Regions from separate parts of the Sus scrofa genome. Here region 2 is linked to region 1. The links are chromatin contacts, called in public Hi-C maps. All regions are on one chromosome and are shown on one strand. Each heading gives the region's core, a stretch centred on a gene start, on an enhancer-like site or on the middle of the called end of the contact. The rest is flanking DNA. Distances are from core to core; before and after follow the strand shown.

What was found. A called contact is a pair of places that touch in the nucleus more often than the background predicts.
Region 2: a Hi-C map of embryonic fibroblasts shows a contact between it and region 1, with 4 times the contacts expected there. The contact joins the promoter of THBS3 here to the promoter of FDPS in region 1. A contact is called at or near these places in 2 of 5 promoter capture datasets (fetal skeletal muscle and liver) and 7 of 47 Hi-C or Micro-C datasets (alveolar macrophages, embryonic fibroblasts, fetal skeletal muscle and 3 more).

What each region holds. Positions count from the first base shown.
Region 1 is chr4:94,509,933-94,517,530 of Sscrofa11.1, reverse strand. FDPS (farnesyl diphosphate synthase) reads left to right here and starts at 3,837. Exons shown (of 10, transcript NM_001185131.1): 1 at 3,837-4,018; 2 at 4,096-4,258; 3 at 5,858-5,998. The coding sequence starts at 3,837.
Region 2 is chr4:94,609,369-94,616,840 of Sscrofa11.1, reverse strand. THBS3 (thrombospondin-3) reads right to left here and starts at 4,139. Exons shown (of 23, transcript XM_013997018.2): 1 at 3,997-4,139; 2 at 2,791-2,997; 3 at 1,858-2,114; 4 at 1,650-1,752; 5 at 1-5. The coding sequence starts at 4,075. MTX1 (metaxin 1) reads left to right here and starts at 5,402. Exons shown (of 8, transcript NM_001039750.1): 1 at 5,402-5,496; 2 at 6,752-6,821; 3 at 6,966-7,045. The coding sequence starts at 5,416.

The sequences.
Region 1 (7,598 bases), core at 2,588-5,087:
TGAGGTGCTTGCTTGCACCCAAGGTTCTGCTGCCCTGATCTCTCCATTTCCTGTGAGCTTCTCAATGTCTCCTTATGGAGCCCCGCGCCAAGGTGGAGGCAGACTGGGCTGGCAGACCCATCTGCCAGGTGCTAGCAATGTCACACCCTCTTTCCCTGGGTTGTAATCGACTAAAGTTGTTTTTCCTGGATTTCTTGCCAGTTCCACTCCTGAGAGGTGCAAGAGTTTTTAGGGGTTTTTGTGTGCGTGTGTGTCTTTTTAGGGCTGCACCCAAGGCATGTGGAGGTTCCCAAGCCAGGGGTCAAATTGAAGCTGCAGTCCCTTGCCTACACCACAGCCACAGCAATGGCAGATCTGAACCGTGTCTGGGACCTACACCATAGCTCAGGGCAATCCCTGATCCTTAACTCACTGAGTGAGGCCAGGGAACACACCTGCGTCCTCCTGCATACTAGTCAGACTCGTCTCACCTGAGCCACAATGGAAAGTCTGTGGTTTTGGTTTTTGTAATTGTGGTAAAATTTGCCTACCATGATATTTACCGTTTATACCACCCACTGAGGGAGGGCAGGGACCGAACCTGCAACCTCATGGTTCCTAGTCGGATTCGTTAACCATTGCGCCACGACAGGAACTCCTATATACAGTTTTCTAAGGTATCTCTATACTGTTTTCCATAGTGGTTGTGCCCCAGGTCAGGGATTGGATCGGAGCCTCAGCTGCATCCTGTGCCACTGGTGCAGCAATGCCAGATCTTTAACCCACTGCCCTGGGCTGGGGCTTGAACCTATTGCCTTCACAGAGATGAGCTGTATCCTTAATACACTGTGCCACAGCAGGACTGCCTTTATTTTCATTTTTTATAACGTTTTGTTGAAGTATTATTGATTTACAATATTGTGATCATTTCTGCTCTACAACAGAGTGAGTTATGTAGATACACACATCCATTTTTTTTCAGATTCTTTTCTTGTATGGATTATCATGGAATATTGTCTAAAGGTCACTGTGCTTTACAGCAGTTCCCCATTGGCCAATCCTTCCATATACCACAGTGAGCATATACCACTCCCAAATTCCTAGTCCATTCCTTCTCCCCACCTATTCTCTTTGGTAAGCATATGTTTGTTTTCAAATCTGTGAGTCTGTTTCTGTTCTGTGAATAAGTTCATATATATCCTTTTATAAGATTCCACATATAAGTGCTATCATATGATATTTGTCTTCCATTGTCTTCACATAGTATTATAATTTCTAGGTCCATCCATGTTGCCATAAATGGCATTTTCATTCTATTTATGGCTGAGTAGTATTCCATTGTATATATGTACCACATCTTTATCTGTTCCTCTGTTGATGGACATTTAGTTTGTTTCTACATCTTGGCTATTGTAAATAGTGCTGCAGGGAACATTGGGGTGCATGTGTCTTTTTGAATTAGGGTTCTCTCTGGATAGATGCCCATGAGTGGTATTGCTGGATCATATGGTAGTTCTATTTTTAGTTTTTTGAGGAAACTCCATGCTGTTTTCCATAGTGGTTGTACCAATTTGCATTCCTGGCAACAGTATAAGAGGGTTCCTTTTGTCTACACTCTCTCTCCAGTATCTATCATATGTACATACTATATTATTTTTCTTTTATGGCTTCCCCATGGTATATTGGGTTCCCGGGCCAGGGATCAGATCCAAGCCCCAGTTGTGACCTATGCTGAAGCTGCAGCAATGCTGGGTCCTTTAACCTACTGTGCTGGGTGGGTGATGGAACCTGTGTCCTGACACTGCAGAGATACTGCCCATCCCATTGCACTACAGAGAGAAAACCCGTTTTATTGTTTAGATGCTATTGTAAATAGAATTGCATTGTTCATTTCCTTTTTAGATTATTCATTGCAGGTGTATAGAAACACAAGTGATTTTTGCCTGTTATTTTTGTACCCTGTGATTTTGTTGAGTTTGTTAGCTCTAGTAGCTTTATGGATTTTATATATACAGGGTCATAGCGTCTCTGAAACAGATTTTATTCTTTTCCAATTTGGCTGTACAATGTCGAACAGCAATGGTTAAAGCAGATATTCTTGCACACTGATTTTGTTCCATAGTGACAAAATCATTTATGTTTTATGTGGTTTGGAGTTTCAGGCATCTTTCTAGGTGGATCAAGTTACTGGGATTTGGGAAGGTTAATGGAGAAAGAGCCAACAGTGTGAAGCCGTGTGTGTGTGTTCTGCTGAGTTTTATCTTTCTTGGGCACTTAAAGCACTTTATATACTTCATCTCTCACGGGGTTTTCCTCATTTAACAAATGAGGGAAGTCTGTTTTAATTACGTTAACTGAGGCTCCGAGAAGTTCTATGATTTGCTTAAGTGGTCCTTCTGGAGTTTTAGTAATGTGCCACTCAATTGCACAGGAAGATAATGAAAACTGAAATGTAGTAAAGGCAACAGCTGGGAGCGTAGGAAACTCCCAGCCTGCTTCCCATTTGCCACAGCAGCCTCTAATCTTGGCCCACTCTACCTCCTTCTAGCTGTGGGCCCCGGGGTGCTGCACTTCCATTGGCTGTGGGTTACAGGGCCTCATACTCATACGAGGGAAAACATCCAATCAGAGTGGCTCGTCTCCACCCTGCCAGTACACGCTAGATTGCGTTGTAGTTGTCCCTCCCGTGGCATGCCGGGAATTGTAGTTTACTGGGCCTTTCTGCCTATAGCGAAAAGAGATGGAGAACTACTAGTCCCAGAGAGCTGAGCGTTGAGGAGTCCGGTTTTTAGGCATACCCCAGCAATTCTCTGGATCCACAACCGGCATCCAGGAACAGGTGAGAGAGGTCTCGGGCAGGGAGTGGAGGCACGGGTTAGAAACTCAGCCTTACTTCTGTAGTGATACTTTGAGGCACAGGAGGACCAGTACGTTGTGCTGGAGTTCCCCCGCTTTGGGGGTTGGTGGGACCGACTGGCTAACCTCATGGATGTGAAAAACTCCCATCCCTGTCCTGTGCTTTCCTGGAACCCTCAGTGTAACTGCACATTGGTTTGCTCTTCTACTGCGAACTCTCCCCACCTGCCCACTGTTGTTCTGAGGTTGTCTGCATAGTTCTAGTCTGTAAAGGCTTAGGACACCCAGTCCCAGAGCCTCAGACCACATGTCCATAGCACCCAGGGGTTCCTGTTTCATGTCTCTTCATCTCACAGACTCTGTACCCCTCTTTCTGGCTACTGGGAAGACCTGGATTCTAGGTTTGGTACCCACGTCCTAGGTATCTTCCTACCTCCTAGAGGCTCAGCTTGACTTATATAAAATAGGTTGATTTAAGGGTCTTCCTAGCCCCCAGTTCTGAATTCCTTTACTCTAGACTCTTCTCTCTGTACTCCAGGACTTGGGAAGCAGCCAGGGGTGTAGCAATTCCAGAGAATCCCTGGAGGGGAGGCATTGATGGTTGAAAAGGATAAAGTTAGGTGGCAATAAGTTTTAGTCACCTTTTTTTTCTTTTTGGCGACACCTATGGCATGTGGAAGTTCCTAGGCCAGGGATCCAACCTGCCCACAACAGTGACAAGACTGGGTCCTTAACCACTAGGCCACCAGGAAACTCCAAGTTCTAGCCATCATATTTTAAGTGCAGTTAGTTTATTCTCAGTCACCCAGCTGTACTTTTTGTTCCCCACATTTTTTTTTTTCCCTGTAAATGCCCTCAATCTCATACCAGGAGAAAGTGGGGCCTTCTGGCTATGGAGGTAAAAGTTCGGGGAGGTGACCTGGGGAGCTGCCAACGTGCATCTGCCTTTGGTGCTTGCTCCTGCAGGGAGTGCTCAGTGCCCCTTCCCTGTACCACCCCCCATGCTGCCCCTGTCCCGCTGGCTGAGATCTGTGGGGCTCTTCTTGCTGCCAGCCCCCTGCTGGGTGCCCCGGGAGAGGTGGCTGGGTCCCCTACGGCGGCCCTCCCTGGTGCACGGGTGCCCAGTCCTGGGGGCATGGCACAGTGCTCGCTGCTGGTGCCAAGCGTGGACAGAGGAGCCTCGGTGAGTTTGGTGGGGGTGAGGGGCCTTGGGGAGGGGAGCAGCTGTTCAGGTTTCTGACTTGTCCTCCCTCTCCTCAGAGCATTTTACTCCTCCCTCAGAATGAACGGAGACCAGAAATTGGACGCTTATGCCCGAGAAAGGCAGGATTTCATCCAGCACTTCTCCCAGATCGTCAAGGTGCTGACTGAGGAGGACATCGGGCACCCAGAGATAGGAGATGCTGTTGCCCGACTCAAGGAGGTGAGGGATTTATGACTGGAGAGAGTCTTTGCTCTCTCTGCATGTGTGGGATCCAGCTCTGGCTTTTGGGGGACTTTTGGCAGGGGTGGGAGCAGGGTTTTACCTGAGCGTTTCTGGGTGCCCTCTGGAGGTGCAGGTATACTTAGCCCAGTAGTCCTGCCTGGTGGTTCTTTTGGGCCATCCGCACTGCTTTGAATAAGGGTGGAGGGCCCTGGGGGTGAGGCATTAGGCATCCAGAAATAATGAGGGGCTACCTTGGCAGGGACCTGGGAGGAAGGCAGTCTGAGATGGGCTTGGGTGAAGCTAGTGCATCAGAAACTCCTGCTCTAGGACAAGAACTATTGCTGAGATACTTAAGTTGCCTTATTGTTTTATTCCTTTTTTTTTTTTTTTTTTAAAGGGCCACAAGTGTGGCATATGGAAGTTCCCAGGTTAGGGGTCTTATTAGAGCTGCAACCACAGCAACACCTGATCCTAGCCATGTCTGACTTACACCACAGCTCATGGCAGCACCTGATCCTTAACCCACTGAGCAAGGCCAGGGATTGAACCTGTGTCCTCATGGATACTAGTTTGCGTGCATTACTGCTAAGCCACAATGGGAACTCCTAATTCTTTTATTCTTTTAGAGTATCTAGTAATTCTTACTATAAATGCTCTCTCATTTGTCTGAGGGGAACTAAGGAGAAGGGGGTGTGTCTACACTGGGATGGAGATTAAAAGGGAAGTCTTCCCAGTGAATTAGATCTAAGGGCAGCCAACGGCACAGAGGTCCCAGCAGGACATGCCATTGGAGGAGTGGGGGACGGGTCCTCCACCCTATGGTCTCCTCCAAGATTTCCTCTGGCCGACTTTGGGTGGGTGGGTGGGGGGGCTTTAATAAAGTGAGAGAGGCTTTTCATTTGCAGATAGGTTGAACTGTGGGTAGGAGGAGGGGGCTGGGAAAGGAGGAATGGACTGTGAAGGGGAAGCGTAGGAGAATTGGAGGAGACCCAAACACACCAGCCATTCCTATGTACATTCTCTGCATGGACAGAGTTCTCCCCGGGTTTGGGAGCAGATTTTAATCTCCACTATGGAGGCTTTAAATGTACTGAGGAAGACAACGCAGAGAGTGCCTGGGGCCTGGGGAACTTCCCTCTGTGCTCCAGGACTTGAAGGAAGAAGCTGAGTAGCAATTCCAGAGGCTGTCTGGAGGAGGGTGTGGGGTTGAGGATGAAGTTAGGGCTGGTTGGTGTTCTCATCGTGGCTCAGTGGTTAATGAATCCGACTAGGAACCATGAGGTTGTGGGTTCGATCCCTGGCCTTGCTCAGTGGGTTAAGGATCTGGCGTTGCCGTGAGCTGGGTGTAGGTCGAAGACATGGCTTGGATCCCGGTGTTGCTGTGGCTGTGGCATAGGCCGGTGGCTATAGCTCCAATTCAACCCCTAGCCTGGGAGCCTTCATATGCCTCGGGAGCAGCCCTAGAAGTGGCAAAAAGACAAAAAAAAAAAAAAAAAAAGTTAGGGCTGGTGGTTGGAAGTGGGAGAGGACAAGGAGAAATCTCAGAGTAGCTGCTCTATGGACCCTGACGCCCTGCCCCTGTGCCCTTGCCTCCAGGTTCTGGAGTACAATGTTGTCGGAGGCAAGTACAACCGAGGTATCACGGTGCTGGTGGTGTTCCGGGAGCTGGTGGAGCCCAGGAAGCAGGATGCTGATAGTCTCCAGCGGGCCCTGACCGTGGGCTGGTGTATTGAACTGGTGAGAGGGCAGGAGAAGAAGTCTTCTAGGGTGGAGGTGCCCTGGGTGGGATGGGGGCGGGGGGTGGGGGGGACAAGGAGGGTTGGGCCTTGGCTCTTTGTGTTTTCTGTGCCTCTAGCATGCCACAGCCAAACTTGGTGAATTACTCCAAGGGTTAACAATTGCAGTCAGTTTCTTTGGCCAGTAAGTACATGTTTCCCCAGTAGACTAACTGTGAGTCAGGGCCTTGGAACTGGGCATAAAGTTGTCAACTCTTTCCTCTGAGCAGAGGACAGGCACACAAGTGATAGATGTTTTCTAGAAGATTATTCTACGGCAGAGATTGGAGAAATGGAAGCCTGCGGGTAGTTTTTGAAAATATTTTAAAATTAAGTTCCTTAAATATAACAAAGAAGAGATTTCATACAAAAACCTAGATTTCAGAGTTTCTGTCGTGGCTCAGTGGTTAATGAATCCGACTAGTATCCATGAGGTTGCGGGTTCGATCCCTGGCCTTGCTCAGTGGGCTAAGGATCCGGCGTTGCCGTGAGCTGTGGTGTAGGTTGCAGACGTGGTTCAGATCCTGCGTTGCTGTGGCTCTGGTGTAGGCCATCGGCTACAGCTCCGATTAGACCCCTAGTTTAGGAGCCTCCATATGCCGAGGGAGGGGCCCTAGAAAAGCCAAAAAAAACCCCCTAGATCTCTTTCTTTTTCCTTTTTTTTTTTTTTTTTTTTTTTTTTGACGTTTTACAAATTTACTAAGGTGAAAGTCCATTTTCAGAGAGGGAGTGAGAGAATTTACATGCTCGCAGGTTAAAAAAGGGCCTGACTCACTCTGCAATAGTCTTTATACCCCACAGTGGGACCCAGTTTGATCTTCTGATTGGTTTCAGGCAGGATACCTTATTTGCATGGGGAACAGGTTATATGGCGTCAGGTGAGGAGTGGGAGACAGTTTTTCCCTGGCAGGGAGTGAGCAGCCCAGGCTGGTCAAGTTAGGGGGGAAGGAGCATTACAGTGAGACATGGCCAGAGGCTTTGGGTTTAATATCCTTGAAGGGGACTGGAAGCCTCTAACATCCCCCCCTCATTTTTTTGAGGGCCAAATCTTTGGCCCCTTTGAATGCCCTGCTCATGTCTGACTACCTGTGTATTTTACTCTGTGGCGTCTAGGAACCCAGATTATATGGGGAAAGGGCCAATGACTGCTCTAGCTGCTTCCTGCTGAATGGGGGTGTTGTTGGGCTCTGGGCTCCCGCTGCCTAATTTTCATCAGGGCTTTATTTTTTTTATTAATTTTTCTTGTCTTTTTAGGGCCGCATCTGTGGCATATGGAAGTTCCCAGGCTTGGGGTCAGATCGGAGCTGTAGCTGCGAGCCTACACCACAGCCAGACCTGAGCCTCATCTGACCCACACCACAGCTCAGACCAATGCCAGAGCCTTAACCCACTGAGCAAGGCCAGGGATCGAACCTGCATCCTCATGGTTACCAGTGAGATTCGTTTCCACTGAGCCAGGACGGGAATCCATTTGGGGCATTCTTGAGGCAGGAGGTGTAGCTCCCTAGGATGGCTTGTTCCTGTGTTGTTCGGATGTTGACTGGTTGATATCCCCATCAAAT
Region 2 (7,472 bases), core at 2,890-5,389, 99 kb before region 1:
GGCCACTAGAAAAGACAAGAAAACACAGAAGGTGGGAGTTCCTGTCGTGGCTCAGTGGAAAAGAATCTGACTAGCATCCAAGAGGACATGGGTTCGATCCCTGGCCTTGCTCAGTGGGTTAAGGATCTGGCATTGCCATGAGCTGTGGTGCAGGTTGTAGATGCAGCTTAGATCTGGCGTGGCTGTGGCTGTGGCTAGGCCGGCAGCTACAGCTCCGACTGGACCCCTAGCCTGGGAACCTCCATGTGCATCAGGTGCGGCCCTAAAAAGACAGGAAAAAAAAAGCCATGGAGGGTGGAGATGTGAGACGGGCCTGGCTGGTGAGGAGGAGGAAGAAGAGGAGGGACAGGAGCAAAGGGCTGGAGCCTTGGAATAAAGATGCGGTGTCGAATGGGAATCGTGGGAGGGAGGTGACAGGCAGGCAGCACCAGCCCCTTCCCCTGGCTGCGGGTAACCTCTCAGAGAGTTGCCTCATAGACAGTCGAAACCCAAATCCTCCTAGTTCCCGGGCATGGTAGTGACAGAAGAGTTCCAAGTGGGAAGTGACCCAAGCTGGGCCATGGCCACAATATCTTCCATTTCCTCCTTCCCAAGCTTCCACAGAGAGAGCTCTTTCTTTGAAATATCTGGGACCAGCGGACATTTTATTTAGGCAAGAACCTCTGAGCATCCCATCAGAGAGACCTGGCCGATGGGCAGTGCTTAGAGAAACTGCTGGTAGGTGACAGATGCCAGTGGGAGCTAAAAAAGACCCAAGACCCTTAGCGCAATCAACCAAGAAAGACTGACCAGCTGACTTGCTCATCTCAACTCAAGTTAGATTCTTCAGACTTAGATTCTTTTCTGACATCATTGAATTTTTCTAGTCCCCCGTAGGTGGGATGACCTTAATGGAGATTTTCCTGACCACGCCTCCTGGGATGGGATTATTTGGGGATCATAGTGTCAGAGGTAAAGAAGATCAGGGGTAACAGGATCAGAAGCTCCAGGAGTAGTTGAGCCAAAAGCACTGGTTTTGGCGTCCCTGTCATGGCTCAGCAGTTAACGAACCCATGAGGACACAGGTTCAATCCCTGGCCTCAATCAGTGGGTTAAGGACCCAGTGTTGCCATGAGCTGTGGTGTAGGTTGCAGACATGGCTCGGAACCTGTGTTGCTGTGGCTGTGGCTGTGGTGTAGGCTGGTGTCTACAGCTCCGATTAGACCCCTAGCCTGGGAACTTTCAGATGCCTTGGGTGCGGCCCTAAAAAGACTAAAAGATCAAAAACAAACAAACAAAAAAACTGGTTTCGGAGTTCCCGTCGTGGCGCAGTGGTTAACGAATCCGACTAGGAACCATGAGGTTGCGGGTTCGGTCCCTGCCCTTGCTCAGTGGGTTAACGATCCAGCGTTGCCGTGAGCTGTGGTGTAGGTTGCAGACGCGGCTCGGATCCCGCGTTGCTGTGGCTCTGGCGTAGGCCGGTGGCTACAGCTCCGATTCAACCCCTAGCCTGGGAACCTCCATATGCCACGGGAGCGGCCCAAGAAATAGCAACAACAACAACAAAAACTGGTTTCAAAGGGCTGGGAGGTCAAGAGGATGGGGGCACCAAAGATCACATCACAGGATCTGGGGTCCAGGGTGTCAGCTAACAGAAGTTTCTACGTTACCTGCACTGTGGATGGACTCATCCCCCTGGAACGGACACTCACTCAGGGCTCCGACCCGGGCCATGGACCCGCCCAGAATCATTTTCATTGATTCCACGAAGCCCTGGGGGGACAAGAACAGAGCAGGGTGGGAGGACCTACCGACTCCTCCTCCCACTGGTGCAAACTGTTTCCACAGACACTCAGGGGGTCCTCCCTTCCTGCTCACCTGCATCCTCAAATAAGCCTTCTGTCCAGTCCTAATCTCCAGCCCATTGACCTCTGCTGGAGGAATAGGGGCCAGTGCCGGAAGGCCAGCATGCTGGTCGCCCAGTTTGCAGTCCACGTACAGCTGCAGGGCAGGGCTGGGTCTGGACGGGCCTCGGAGTCGCAGGAGAGCGGTGTGTGTGCGCCCATCTGCCAGGCCTGCTTGCTGTAGGTTCACCGCGTGGACTTTGCCATCCTCCCGCTGGTACCGCACCAGCACTGTCCAGAAGGGGAGGTCAGTATTGGCACTGTCCCTTATCCCCTGTCTCCCAGTTGAACCTTGGATAATTTCTTCTGAAAACCACATTTCTAGGACTATCTTTCTTTATTCAGCTATGTATCTCTCCACGCCTTGCACATAAGCGGTACACACTACATTTTTTATGGTCACACCCACGGCACATGAAGGTTCTGGGCCAGGGATTGAACCACCCGTGCCTCACAGCAACCTGAACCACTGCAGGCGGATTCTTAAGGGACCGCGCCACAGTGGGAACTCCTAAATGTTCTTCAAATTGGTTCAAAGACTTGGACTTTCTAACTCTTCCGTGTCATTAGATCACTATATCCCCCGCTACTGTTGCAGCTGGTTCTGTATCCCCAGATCCATTCCAGGGATCTGAGGGACCTCTTTATACCACTACTGGGTCAGAGAAACATGCCTCCCCTCCCCCCAGGCATCCCCACATACAATTCCCCATTCCAACAAATGCCTCACCCTACTGTTTGGGTGCCTGGCCCCCCTAAGGCACTAAGTACCCCTTACCAGGTGCCCCTGGTGCCTGGGCACAGCCTGATGGGTCCATAGTCCCCAGGGGAGCCCAAAGAAAATTAGGAGGGGTCTGAGTGCTCGAAGGAGTCACCATGGCAGGAAGGGAGATGCCCCGCCAGTCACCTTTGTTGATCTTGCCCACAACAGAGGCCTCCAGCCATCGTGTGTTGTCTTGGCGAGAGTAGAGGCCAAAGAGGACACCACCCTGCTTGGGGGGCAGACGGAAGGTGGACAAGAGGTAGATGTCCCCAGCGGTGAGCAGGGCTGTCCGAATCTTCTCCGCCACAGCTACCATCTGCCGGGACTCGCCCAGAGTCAGCAGGTCGATCACTGACCAAGCAGAGATGATTAAGGTCAGACCCCTGTCAAATGCTAAGGCCTGCTCTCTCTGAGCCTTCAGGGGTGGGGCGGCATCCTTCATCACCACCCGACAGTGTTAGTCACCTCCTGGAAATCCAACCCTTGTTGCTGTCAGAGGACAAGGCGTTGTGCCTTCCTTACTGCCACTCCGAGAACCGGCAGGCCTGAGGCTCAACTGGAAATACAGCAACAGCGCCCCGCGAATGTGAGATGCCCCCACCAGGTGGCGCAAAGGAGTCACTGTGTTGATCTCAAGGCAGGAGTAGCACCTGGTGCCCACAGCGCAGAAATAGGAAGGCCGTTTCTCTTCACACGGCTGGGTTTGGCTCTAAATGCCCCTAAATGCTCCTCCTCCCGTCCTGGGGGGTTCAGCACACTCGCTCTGGGTGAGAACAGCTGCCCACTGAAGACTTCGACCCTCCTACTGTCTGGCTCTCTCCCACAGGAACCTGGGACCCAGCTCTCTGCCTCCTGTGTCCTGGCCAATCTGTGGTTTCCCTTCCAGCCTGTAAAGAATCTGTGCCTGTGTCATCTGCTCCAGCTACCTCTCCCACACCCACAGACCCATCCTACCACCAGACCTCCAGGAGAGCCCAGACCTCTTGGTCCCCACCCCCACCCGGTTCTTAGGCAACTAGGAGCCCAAAGGTGGAAGAAACCCACCTTTGAGCTGCTCTCCCAGACCCTGGAGTGTCTGGGGATGCTCAGACACCAAACCAGCCAGGCAGCCCTAGCATCCTGCCTCCTGAGTCCACAGCCCTGGCCTCATGCTGACCCTGGCCAGTTCCCACTCATCCGCCACCTTCTGGTGTCAGCTCCTCCCCACAGGATCATAATTTCATCAACTCTTCCCTCCGGTTCAATTTCAGGACTCTCCCCTCTCCCCTTGCCCACATGTTCCCTGCTACTAGGCTGGGGGCAAGTGGGGAGGAGGCAGAGAGGGGGCTCTGAGAATTGGTACTGGCTTACCCTGCAGGTCCTGACTGGCAGATGCGAAAGTGCAAAGGAAGAGAAGAGCCAGGGCCCCCCGAAGTTCCTGCGTCTCCATGCCGCTCAGCCGGCTCACTACCCCTGGCAGGCAGGCGGCTGGGAGGGGAAAAGGCTAGGCGGAGAGCAGGAGAGGGGGGCGGAGGGACTGGAGGGGGGGGCCGGCAGGCGGTGAGGGGGGGCTGAAACAAAGAGCTGCCAATCACCCTGGAGGCATCCTCAGCTCCGGGAACCAGGGGCACTGAGGAAGAGTCCTGGAGGCCTCCTTGCCTCGCGCCTCTCCCTAATGGTGCTCTCCCCCAGGTGCCTCCCTCTCCCCTGCATCTCGCTCTTGGGGGTTGCTACCGAATGCTACTGTCTTCTGGAAGCCACAGTTGGGGAAGGCAGGCAACTTTGGCAGGGGCAGTGCCAGACAGTGAGCATTATTCCACAGCTGGTACGAGAGAATTCCAAGGGAGTGGCTGAAACTAGCTTGCTATAGTGCCCAGGGGATGCCCACATGGCATGACGTTTGCTCCTCCGACAGAGCAAGTGCTCTTTATTAGGGTGATGGTCCCATGCCTTGTCCCTGTGCTTCCACTTTCCTTCATTACTAGGAAAACCTGGGAGTCTAGAAGAGTCTGGTGGAAACTGGAGGGAAAGTCTACAACAGTGGTCAGTGAGGCTGGAGTGAAGAAATAGGGAAAGGGACGCCAAGGACAGGAGGAGACCAGAGGACAGGCCAGGGGCCGGGGGGCAGACTGAGAACACTTGGGGGTACAGGCAGACAGGCCACGACCCGGATGAAACGGAGGGGCGCCTCGGTTCCCGTTGCCAAGGCAACAGTCCCAGAGCCCCACCTCCCCTCCCCCCACCCAGGCCCCAGCCCGGCCTAGCTTCGGCCTCCGCCACCGCCCCTGTTTTGTTTCCATGGCGACAGGAGGCGCGGGGCCGGCTCCAAACATAACGCGCTGTGGAAAACATGCGGCTCGGGGGACCCCCCCCGCAGCCCCCGCTCGGGGCCGAGCCCTGAGGGGGCCCGAAGCAGCCCAGACCTCTTGCAGATCTGTGAGGGCACCCAGAGCCTGCCCAGGAGCCCAAAGCCCCCTTCTGGGCCCGCTGAGCCTTCAGAGGCTCGGGGCTCCCCTCGGCCAAGGCTCCGGGACTCTCTTAGGCGCGCCGGGATGAAAGCCCTTCCCCCCTTCGCGAGCCGCCTGTGGATCGGACCGCTGCCGCCCTCCCCCGAAGCCTTCGGTTCCGCCCCACGCCGTCAGGCCGCCTTCTGGGCTGGGATAAGCAGCGCCTTCCCGAGGGCCTCCCCCCAGCTCCCCACTGTGAACAGTCGTAGGGGCGGGGGGCGGATCCGCGCGGAGGAGGGCTGAAGCGCAGGGGGAGGTGCTTCCGGGACAAAGGGCGGGCAAGATGGCGGCGCCCATGGAGCTGTTCTGCTGGTCAGGGGGCTGGGGGCTGCCGTCCGTGGACCTGGACAGTCTGGCCGTGCTGGTGAGGGGTGGCGCCAGCGCCCTCTGCTGCGCCCTGGAGGACTGGGGAGGGGGCTCGGACTAGCCAATCACCGGATTTTGCCAGGGCGCCTCAGCACGGGCGCATTGGGGGAAACTGAGGCAATCAAAGAGCGTGCCTGGCCAGTATGGACTCACATACCGTGTCCTTTGCCATTAGCAGCCTAGTTTTTGTTTGGCAATGGAACGGGTGCTGGTCAGAGGTTCAGGAGATGAGTTTTAGTTCTCGCATGTCCATTTATTGGCTGTGTGACCTTGGAGCGATCCCTTCTCTCTGGGCGCTGTTTTCTTCATCCGCTTGTTTACTGAGGCTGGACGATCTCAGAGTTCTCCGACTCCGCAGGTCTCTGCCTTCTCAACCTCCCTCCCTCCTCCTCCTCATTCAACAGCACTGACTGAGGTTATTGTTCATTGAACCAAAAAGCCCACAGCCAGGCTCTGTAGATAGAGCTTTGGAGTCAGACTAGTTCACTCATTCATTCACTCTTTCATTTAATAAGCATGTATTAGGCATCTTACAAATACCAAACATTGGCATGCAAAGATAAATAGCATGTGGTCCCTCCCCTGGTGGTGTTTACAGAAAGGTAGACATGTCAGCAAATAAGTGTAATAAAATGTTCTGGTGCTAAGTTATAAGTATGAACAGTCCATAGAGACTCCAAAGAAAGGCATGGTCAGTGCTTCCAAATGAGGTTAAGTGTTCACCGGGAAATGGCAGGAAAGAAGGTAGAGGAAAGGATTTTTCTGGCTGACTTGTAATCATGGACATGTCCATCATCTCTCTGAGCCCTGTGTTACCCACTGTAAAATGGGAACATAGGAGTTCCCGTTTGGCGGAGTGGTTAATGAATCCGACTAGGAACCATGAGGTTGTGGGTTCGATCCCTGGCCTCACTCAGTGGGTTAAGGATCCGGTGTTGCCGTGAGCTGTAGGTTGTCGACACAGCTCGGATCCCGAGTTGCTGTGGCTCTGGTGTAGGCCGGCGGCTACAGCTCCGATTTGACCCCTAGCCTGGGAACCTCCAGATGCCGAGGGAGCAGCCCAAGAAATGGCAGAAAGACAAAAAAAAAAAAAAAAGAACATAATGTCAACTTTTTTTTTTTTTTTTTTGGTAAGGCAATTATGAAGCATAGGGCATAACACAAAAGGTATTCAATAAATGTTATTTCTTTTCTTGATTCCCCTGTGGGGGCCATGTCCCTGGCCTCTCTGCCTTCTGCTTCCTTCCCTGCAGACCTATGCCAGATTTACTGGTGCCCCACTCAAGGTGCACAAGATCACCAACCCCTGGCGGAGCCCTTCAGGTATCCAGTGTCCCTGGGTGGCGGTGGGGGTGGTGAGGAAGGGAATGTACAAGGGGAAGAGCAGGAGACAGACAGGGATGTGGTGCAATAATATATGGATAAGCAGTTAAGGATCTGGTGGCCATACTTCTTTGTCAATGTCAGGAACTCTGCCTGCCCTTCGGACCAGTCAAGGAGAAGTCATCTCGGTACCACACAAGATCATCACCCACCTTCGAAAAGAGGTAGGTGGCTTGGGTAGGGGGACTGTCAATGAGAGAGTTCAGTTGATTCAGTGCAACACATCTTTATTGAACAGCAGCATATGCCAATCCAGATGCAGGTGACTCAGCTGCAAGAAACACATAGTCCAGTGGGGAGACACAATGTTGTTGTGATGGAGTACGTGGTAGACTAGAGATTAAGCTAGTCAGGGCATCCAGAGGCACCTGCTGGGCAGGGAGGTAGAGATGAATAGGCCGATGACACATGGAAGGGAAAGGAGAGTAGGAGAGAACAGTTGGCTCAGATGAAGCTCTCAAAGATAAGACTAGGAGAGAAAAAACAAAAAAGATAGGACCAGACAGGGATTTCTAAGGGCCACTGCCCTTTTTTCAGGGACCAGTAGGGCTGAATTACATGGGGCTCAGGATGGACAAGGCTAAGAGCCAG